2 separate regions of the Mus musculus genome follow, and region 1 is linked to region 2. The links are chromatin contacts, called in public HiChIP or PLAC-seq maps. All regions are on one chromosome and are shown on one strand. Each heading gives the region's core, a stretch centred on a gene start, on an enhancer-like site or on the middle of the called end of the contact. The rest is flanking DNA. Distances are from core to core; before and after follow the strand shown.

Region 1 (4,515 bases), core at 1,025-3,524, 660 kb after region 2:
CTCAACCTCCCACAGAGCTAATAGTATACCTGTGCTACCAGGCCCAGCTGTTTGTTGTTTCTTCTTCTTCTTCTTCTTCTTCTTCTTCTTCTTCTTCTTCTTCTTCTTCTTCTTCTTCTTCTTCTCCTTCTCCTCCTCCTCCTCCTCCTCCTCCTCCTCCTCCTCCTCCTCCTCCTCCTCCTCCTCCTCCTCCTCCTCTTCTTCTTCTTCTTCTTCTTCTTCTTCTTCTTCTTCTTCTTCTTCTTCTTCTTCTTCTTCTTTCTCTTCCTCCTCTTCCTCTTCTTTGAAAACGAGACACATTCTTCCTTTTCTTGGCAACATATGGCCAACCACATTTGCTTTCTTGCTTCATCAAGCAACTATTAATCCTCCTTTTGAGACCTGTAGTAGAGATTGTTGACTTTTGTAACTAGTCAGGCGGATAGGGAAGAGAATCTTTATGAAGTCAAAGAGTAAAGTTTAATGATGGGATCCAAATCTGAGCTAATACAATAGCTAGTGGGGATGGCTTCCAGACAAAGGCCCCTCAGAGCATCTGGGTTGGCAGTGGCAGGTCTTTGGTTGGTGATATGGGTGTTACCATCCAGGCCTCGGGTGTTGCTTGGAGCTGAGGTGGGACACACATTTGTGTTTTGCAGAACTTCTTTCAGAATTGTGACAGAAACCTGGAAAGGCAGGTTTTAGTCTCTAATTCTCAGTGACCCCCCCCCACACACACACACAAGTCAAGAAAGTATGAGAGAAATTGGAAACAGTTTGTGGATGTATAAGCATATGTCAGGAGGAAGCAGAGGGGCTAAGATTTTGGCAAGAACTGAAAATAAGCAAGGCCAAAAATAAGTGGTTTAAAGATAGGCAGAAAATAGAGCCAAGACTACAATCAGGTCCTGGGGGAACCAGGGTATAGACTGTGATTTTTCCGATGAAAGATTTGTCAGATTTGTCAGATTTGTCCGTTCATCCCCTGTGTCAGATTTGTCCGTCCATCCCCTGTGTGATCCCTACTTAGAACATTTGTCTGTCTGGCACCTTAAAATTGTAAGTGATAGCTGGGCGGTGGTGGCGCACGCCTTTAACCCCAGCACTTGGGAGGCAGAGACAGGCAGATTTCTGAGTTCAAGGCCAGCCTGGTCTACAAAGTGAGTTCCAGGACAGCCAGGGCTACACAGAGAAACCCTGTCTCGAAAAAAAAACCAAATTAAAAAAAAATTGTGTGTGACACACACACACACACACACACACACACACACACACACATTCAGCAAGCAGTACTTGACTGCATTATTTTTGGAACTCACTCTGTAGACCAGGCTAGTCTTGAACTCACAGAGATCTGGCTGTCCCCTGCCTCCTGAGTGCTAGGATTAAAGGTGTGTACCACCACCATTCAGCATTCAGACATTTAAAATATATGTGTTATGAATATTTTCCTCCATGAACCTATATCCATGGGAGACTCTGCATCATTTTATAGAATGATGCCTATCAATTATAATTTAAACAAAACAAGTAGAAACACAAATAGCCAAATTAATGCTTGAAAATGTGTTCAACATCCTTAGCTATCAGGGAACTGCAAATTAACACTCCTTTGCGAGTTTGTCTTGTCTCAGGCAGAATGTCCAGCATCAAGAAAACAAAGTGCGGGTGAGGATGTGGGGGAAAGAGGACTCTATGTCCAACATGGGTGGGAATGTAAACTTGTGTGGCCTCTATGGAAATCAGGCCGGAAGCTCCTTAACAGATTGAAAATAGAACTGCCAAATGCCCCAGCTATACCATTCTTGGGTGCAAACCTGAAGGACTCTTAGTTGACATGTTATGGATACTTGAGCATTCATGCTTGTAGATATACAGGGTACTGTAGCCAGAAATTAGAGCAGCAAAGAGATCCATCAACAGATGAATGGATTTTTAAAAATGTGGTACATATGCACAATAGAGTCCAATGCAGCCGTGGGGAAAAGTTAAGGCATGACATTTGCAGGGTGTGATTGTGACTGGAACCTATTACGATACTCAAATGAAGCCAGACTCAGAAAGGAAGTAGCCACATCTATGTCGTTTGTGGTGCTTACATTTAAAATGGTGTGAGTGTGTGTGTGTGTGTGTGTGTGTGTGTGTGTGTGTGTGTGTGTGTGTGTGTGGTTAAAGGCATGTGTCACTTCCCCGGAACACTTATCAGTTTTTAAAACTTGAAAAGCACCATGTTTTCTAGATACCGAGTACAGGAAGAGGAAGCAATAAATGGTCACCGAAGTGTCAAGTGCCAAGACATCAGTGCAAAAGGGCAGAAAGCAAACAGAGGACTGACTTAGGTCTGACCAGCCGAAGGAGAGACAGGGTAGTGGGGCTTCTTCTAGGGTTTGCACCAAAAAGGAGCATTACCATAGAGTGCCTGCTCCTCGGGGTCACAAAACCCAAAGCTGACGGTGTTAGACCCAAGGGAAAAACATTTCCATGACTGTCTGATTAAGTAAGCTTTATTTAGATCGGCCACATGGCTGCCTTCCCCTAAGTCGGAGTTTCAGAGAACAGCCCCTCACTGGCTGCTTTATAGGGAAGGGTTAGAGCTGATAGAGAACAGCTGTTGGGATGATTGGCTGTTAGCACCTAGCCAGAAAGAGCAGGAGCACAGGGGGCTCAAGGCTGTTTGTGGGGTAGATAGAGCAGGAATACATCGGGTGGAATGGGAGCCACCATGAGTGTCCAGGAATTTAGCAAGGCAATGGGGGTGGGCATCCATTATGGGGTTACAGGTTCAGCATAGGTTGAAAACAGTTTGCAGGGTTTCTTAGGTTTAGGAAACAGAAGCTGAGTCTTGGAAGGTGTGGAGTGTTAGTAACAATGTATAACAATGTGGCTCCTGTTTTGTTTTCAGTGAGTCTAAGCACATGTGCTAACCACTTTTCTGGTTGTGGTGGTCAAATTGCTGTCAAGGAGCAGTTTAAGGGAATAAGGGTATTTGGGCTCAGGGCTTCAGGGTCCATAGTCCACCCTGGTGGGAAAGGCATGTCAGCAGGAGCGCTGAGGCAGCTGGCCTTTGCTATGGCCTCGTTATTAAGAAGCTGACAGAGATGAACACTGGTACTCAGCTCACTTTCTCGTTCCTTTAAGTCCATGCCCATGAGGTCGGCTGCCCACATTCAGGATGGGTCTTTCCTTCTCTCATATGCACACACCACACATACATACATGTGAATGAAAAAGAGGCATGTACTCACAGGGCGTGGTGGTGCACAATTATCCTTGAACCCTAGGATGCTGAGGCAGGATGCTGAGATCTAGATTGAAGCCCATCTGTCTCGAATACATAGAAACATTTCTGAGTGAAGAAACAAAGAAGTGTAATTCTCTCCCCCCCCCCCTCAGGTTTCTCAGTCCTAGCTATCCTGGAACTGTAAACCAGGTTAGCCTAGAAGTCAGAGATTTGTCTGCCTCTGCCTTTGAATTAAAGGTGTGCCACATCACCTGGCTGCATGTAACTTCTTTTAAGCTAGGGACTTAACTCAGAGTCTCCCATGATACACTTGTACTCTACCAATGAACAACACTCCCCAAACACATGACAAGTACCCACTGTTTAAAATTTGTCTTCAATTTCTAAGGTACCCTCCCCTAACTCTCAAAATCCCACATCAGGATGGGGCTCCGTCCTTGACTTACTGTAAGGCATGTGGCCAAACTTGTGATCCTTGCCATTAAGATGGGTTCTTCATGGGCAGGGATTTCCAAGTCTCTAATTCTAAGTGAAGTTGAACAGGTTTGAGTGTTTACGATGACACTCGGATCCCTTGTTCATTTTTCCACTGCGTTTTTCATCTTTTTCTGTGCATATTAAGAATAAAGGTTACCACCATCTTTATGGATAGGAAGTGTCTTAGACACGGTGAGGGGTGGACAGTTAGTTGGCAAGGTGAACATCTGTATGCTTTGATCCACTTATCCCACTTACAGGAATATACTCTCTGGAAAGAGCTAACCCTTTAGCAGAAGGGGAGAGCTATATACCCAGTAATAGTCATTGTTTTAAAAATGGAGAAATCAGCGTTGAAAGTGAAACTGTTTTGAGACTGTGCAATGTGGAGTGCTTCTGAGTGCAGGAAGCCACAGGCAAAGCAGCTCCATGATAACAACGGCCGAAGAGGAATCTGCCAGTGGCCTCATGAAAATGACCCATTCCTGGAAGGGAAAATGGAAAACAGTGGGAGGGAGGGAGATGGGACTACCGGCAGACAGTGAGAGGCCAAAGCTTTTAAATTCAGACTCCATTTTAGAGAACCTGACCTAAGTTTGAACTCAGGTAGACTAACAGGCTGGTACCTAGCATTAGTTTCCAAGTTGCCATCTAACAAAACCTGAGCCTAGCTCCAGTCTCTAGGTTAATCCCCAACAAGACCAGCATCTCCAGGTTATTCCCCCAACAAACCTGCACCCCCAGGTTACAAGCCCACCAATGCAGAGGGGAGCAGAAACTAAGTTTATGCTTTGACTCCCAGCACCAGCCAATTATGT
Region 2 (4,537 bases), core at 1,094-3,593:
AAGTAAGCTATCACTAACTATCTTTAAGTGATAGCCCTTACACATAGGCAGCTTTATATATTATACATTCTTGATTCTTAATGCAAAGATAGACCTACCTTTACGCTTAAAATAAAATTTAAATATTACTTTTAAAACTCAGATCAAGACACCTGAATTAACTTGTTACAAAATATCATGGTATCTTATTTCACAAGATATACAACCAAAAAAATTTACTTTTTGAATCTTACTCTTTCCACATTCTATCAGTTTCTCAAACGGCCTTATTGTATAATGAAGAGCCTTTTGCATGAAACATCAAGGTAAATATTCTGTTTACAAATATATGTGATCCATGAACAATCCAAAATAATTGTCACAAAAACCTTTATCATACATAGTTTGTTGGAGGGGCACTACTAATTACCAACATTCTTCTTTCTCCAAAGTACTCTAGTCTATTAGGAAGAAAGGGACAAGACTCAATGTATCCCCAACCTAACTCCAGATCCTCCAAGCTCAAAATGAAAAAGACGGACTCCAATAGGAAAACTGCCAAGAAAATGATTTTATGAAGGCCGCCCCTCCCAATCCCACTAACACACCATACCCAACTGACCGCCATCAGGGCTCAATGGTGGGAGGATGGTCTTTAATAAGCATTAGTCTACAGCTGGTCACAAGGTCAACAAATACATCTGGGCTGACCAATAAGAACTAGAGAGCTTCAATGCCAAGCTCAGCTAACTACAGCATCCCAAGGAGAGCTGTATAAAGCAGGGATGTTCTCTAGCTACACACTACTTAAGAAGAACTGATGTACAAACTTAGCCACTATAGGTGACAATCACCCAAAGCCGTTTCCCTTCCCTCTCACCATCACTTTAGGACTGGCTGGGAGATCCCAGGGTCCCTCACTGTATGTCAAAATAACAATACCTAGGCTCCAGCCTGGATTTCTGATTCAACAGATCTGGAGGGGGCCCAGATCTTACAGCTTCCACTCAACGCTGGAGAACACCTGCTCCCCAAAGGAACAAATGTAGAAAAACAGCAGTGTTTCAGGTGACACAGGCCTCCCCATTGTGACCAACAATTTTCTGTGATGTAACAAGATGACCTCAGACGTTAGGGAAGTCCTCAGCGATTAGAGGATACATCATGCTAAGATGCAATGTTCTTTGCAGGCCTTACTTCCAACCTCCTGGCATTAACTAGTCCTGTGTGTCTTCTTTCTTGGACAGAAGTTAAGCCCTGGGCAGTACCAGGAAGCACAAAACAATTCGGATGCCTACTCCAATTGTTCAGGTAGCCCCAAGCACTGAGGTATCCCTTAGGGTGAAAGTCCCCAGCATCAGTGTGCGACAGCTATTCGCCATTCATGACTATCTGTTGAGTCTGTTGAGTGATGACTGCCTGTCTGGTGGGGCTTAATCATACAATGGCTTACCACACTTCACTCCAGCAAACCGCGATTGTCTGTCTCTACTTACACTAACAAACTGAATGTCATCTTCGTTTTCATCCGTGGTAGACTCTGATGCCTCGGGCCCAGCTGGTGGGACAGATTCTATTATCTATAAACAAAAGCCAAAACACGCTTATCGATTCAGCCACAAGATCGCAGGAAGAAATTCTCCCCAAAAGGATCGATTAAAGACAAAAGCCCCTGAGGGGAAGCAGCAGGACCAAGCGGAAATCCAGCCCAGGGAACTGCATGGAGGAGGCCGGGCGTGCTAAGCCGTCTTGGAGCTGCAGAGACCTAGCTTCCCAGGCGAGCTGCCACAATTCCCCTCCCCGCCTCTTACAGGGGCAGGGATGCAGGCTCTAAACCCCCGGGGTCGGGGATGCAGGCTTCAAGTACAAGGCCAGCCTGCCTCCAAGCCCTTCTCACCCTCGGGGCTGCGGCTGCTTCGGCTAGGGCGGCCAGGGGCTGGGGGCGGCCGGACCGCCATTGTTGAGGACTCCACGCAGACGTGCACCAGGCCCGGAGGCCCCGCACTCGCCCGAGGCCGCCGCCCGGCTGAGCCCAAAGCTGAGAAGACAAACCAAACCTTTCGGGGTCGGGCTCGGCGGAGCCAAGGCCCGGGCCGCCACCACTCACCTCCGGCCCTGGGTCTCCCATTTCTCCCACGGCCTGTCAGCACCACGCTCCCGCCGCCGCCGCTGCTGTTCCCGACGCCGCCGCCACGACTTCCCTCTCGCCCGGCGCCGCGCGACCCGCCCTGCGTGAGCGCCCACGCAGCTGACGCCTCAGGCCGCGGGGACGCCAAGCTGCCGGACCCCAAGCGCGGCCTCACTGCCGCTAGCTTCCAGCGCCGCTTTGTACGCTCCCCGCCTTCCTCCCGCCCCGCGAGGGATTCTGGGAGTCGTAGTTTCCGCCGGTCTCGAGGCTGACGACCGCGTGGCGGGGAAAGGTGGCGAGGATCCGGAGCTCGGCGCTCATCTGCATCTCCGGAAGATGGCAGGAGGAGGTGGTGAGGGTCTTGATGTAGTTTTGAGTCCACGCCAATTCTCGTTCCGCTGCCGCCTTTCACTTAGAGACACTGACAGGAAAAGAGCCCCACTGGCAACAAGCAAGGCAGATGAAAACATGGAAGACTTTTTCCTCCCAATTACATCTTGGCAAAGCAAGGGCAAGAGCTTATATATGGCATTCCTGAGAGGTCATTAATTCTCGCAGAAGTCTCACAAAGGGGCTTCCTTGTTGTCCACAGGTTCCTGTAAACTAAAAGTAGCATTACTGATAAGGTTCCAGAGGGCTGCCCCTAGCCTTTCCTGTTTCTCCCTTGTTCTTTTCAGGCTAGGTTGAGTTGATAGGTTAATTACTTGGAGAGTGGAACACAGAGGTGTGGGCAAAACAGTCCTAGTAATGTCAGTTAACCCTTTCAGACCTTTAGTGATCATACTGCTATGAAAGCAATGCTCAGTGGTCTTTGTTTCGGGCCAGAAGGAAGGATGGATCGATAGATGGATGGATAGGTTTAAGTGAAGTCCAAGACCTGAAGCACTTGAGCTACTCAATCTCTCTCATGTTTTCTATCTCCCGGTGCTAGTAAATATTCAGTCTCACTCAAGGACCAGAGAGAGGAGCAAGGAGTAAAACTAGAGTACAGAGTTCAGCGGGAAAGTAAAAGCAGCTAAATCCCAGGGGTATAATGTAATTTTTCAAGATACACTTGGACTCTTATAAAATAAAACCGAGCCGGGCCGGTGGTGGCGCACGCCTTTAATCCCAGCACTTGGGAGGCAGAGGCAGTCGGATTTCTGAGTTCAAGGCCAGCCTGGTCTACAGAGAGAGTTCCAAGACAGCCAGGAATACACAGAGAAACCCTGTCTCAAAAAAAAAAAAAAACAAAAAAACAAAAAGAAACCCTGTACCAAAAAACAAACAAAAAAGGTTAAATAGATATTTCCTTTGTCAGTTGCCGCTAGCTACCCTTCTGTGAATGTAAAATGGTTCAGACCTTACTGACAGGGTTGGAGCCTGTGTAGGGTTTAGGGGAGGAGATACTTTTTATATAAGCAAAATTGAAAATTGGACCTGTGATAGAGCTCTCTCTCTCTCTCTCTCTCTCTCTCTCTCTCTCTCTCTTCCCCTCCTCCTCTCCTTTTCCCTCTCCCCCTCCCTTCTCTTCCCCCTTGTCTGGGGTCAGAGATTGGGCTTGCAGGAACAACAGAGAAGCAGCTGGCAGGACACAGGTAAAACAGTATTCTAGGAAAGAAGCTAAGGAGCCCTCTTGGGTTTGGAGGAGCTAAAGAAAAAGGTAGACTGGCTTGGAAGAATGACACAGAGAGATTTCTGAAAAGCCAGCAGTTTCATTGTAGAATCGTAGAATCGGGCTTGCAAATAGATGTTTTGTATATGGTTCAGAAAATAAAATTACCTCACTGAGTGAGCTAGAAGGGTTTTTTTTTATACCTCCTGTGTCTTTATTGGTATAAAGATGAGATAATTTAAATGGTTACACTGTGCGGAACACCATGACAGTGGATGAGGAATTCTGTAAGACCCTAGTGTTGGCAGAAACATCACTTGCAGGAAAGACAAATCCATACCCAGAATAAAGATCTACTCCAGCAAAGACAAAGTGTTCTCCTTTCCATGGAGGAAGTGAAGTGGTCCAATAGAGTCCAGCTGCTGAAAGATCCTGACAGAATGTAAAAGGTCACAGAAGCCCTGAAATTGGCAAGATAGATGTCACTGTTAGCAGAACTAGCTTCACTGATTTAGAAAAATAGAGGTGCACAATGCTCTGGCCACTCCTAGAACCCGTGTGTCTGCCAATGTTCTGACTGTTCCTTGAACCCATGTGTGTGCCCACTGATGAAGCCCATTGCCAGGTGTTTGTGATATTGGTTGCTGGGGAAGAGTCGGAAAATCTCCCCAGCAACCACAGCCGGGGCCAATCTGGAGTTGTTGCACCTGCACCAGACTCTTTCTTTGTACCCCTCCCATACCCATTTCTTGAGAAATCGTTTTAGAATAGATATTGTTTAGATCTGGAAATCCCCTACTCCCTCCTTCTCCTTTCCCCCCTGAGGGCCTATAAAA

What was found. HiChIP or PLAC-seq counts read pairs in DNA pulled down with a chosen protein or histone mark.
Region 1: a contact with region 2 is called in an H3K4me3 HiChIP or PLAC-seq map of bone marrow-derived macrophages, with 5 times the contacts expected there. The contact joins the enhancer-like site here to the promoter of Zfp451 in region 2. A contact is called at or near these places in 2 of 39 promoter capture datasets (the HPC-7 cell line and cranial neural crest), 3 of 115 datasets of contacts at active chromatin or transcription factors (bone marrow-derived macrophages, memory CD8 T cells and thymic regulatory T cells) and 2 of 9 other capture datasets (adipose tissue and macrophages).

What each region holds. Positions count from the first base shown.
Region 1 is chr1:34,476,932-34,481,446 of GRCm38.p6, forward strand. 4930568A12Rik (a long non-coding RNA gene) reads right to left here. Exons shown (of 6, transcript XR_865327.2): 4 at 3,667-3,828; 5 at 3,225-3,304; 6 at 236-665. Among named protein-coding and RNA genes, the nearest start is that of Gm32566, 5.2 kb to the right of the region's middle. Within about 2 kb of position 2,275, at least 63 of the 459 cell types and tissues checked have an H3K27ac peak or open chromatin away from gene starts, as enhancers often do. A contact at or near this core is called in the HPC-7 cell line, bone marrow-derived macrophages, macrophages and 1 more, where this site is marked.
Region 2 is chr1:33,812,252-33,816,788 of GRCm38.p6, forward strand. It overlaps Zfp451 (zinc finger protein 451), which reads right to left and starts at 2,344. Exons shown (of 15, transcript NM_133817.3): 1 at 2,087-2,344; 2 at 1,476-1,559. The coding sequence starts at 2,107.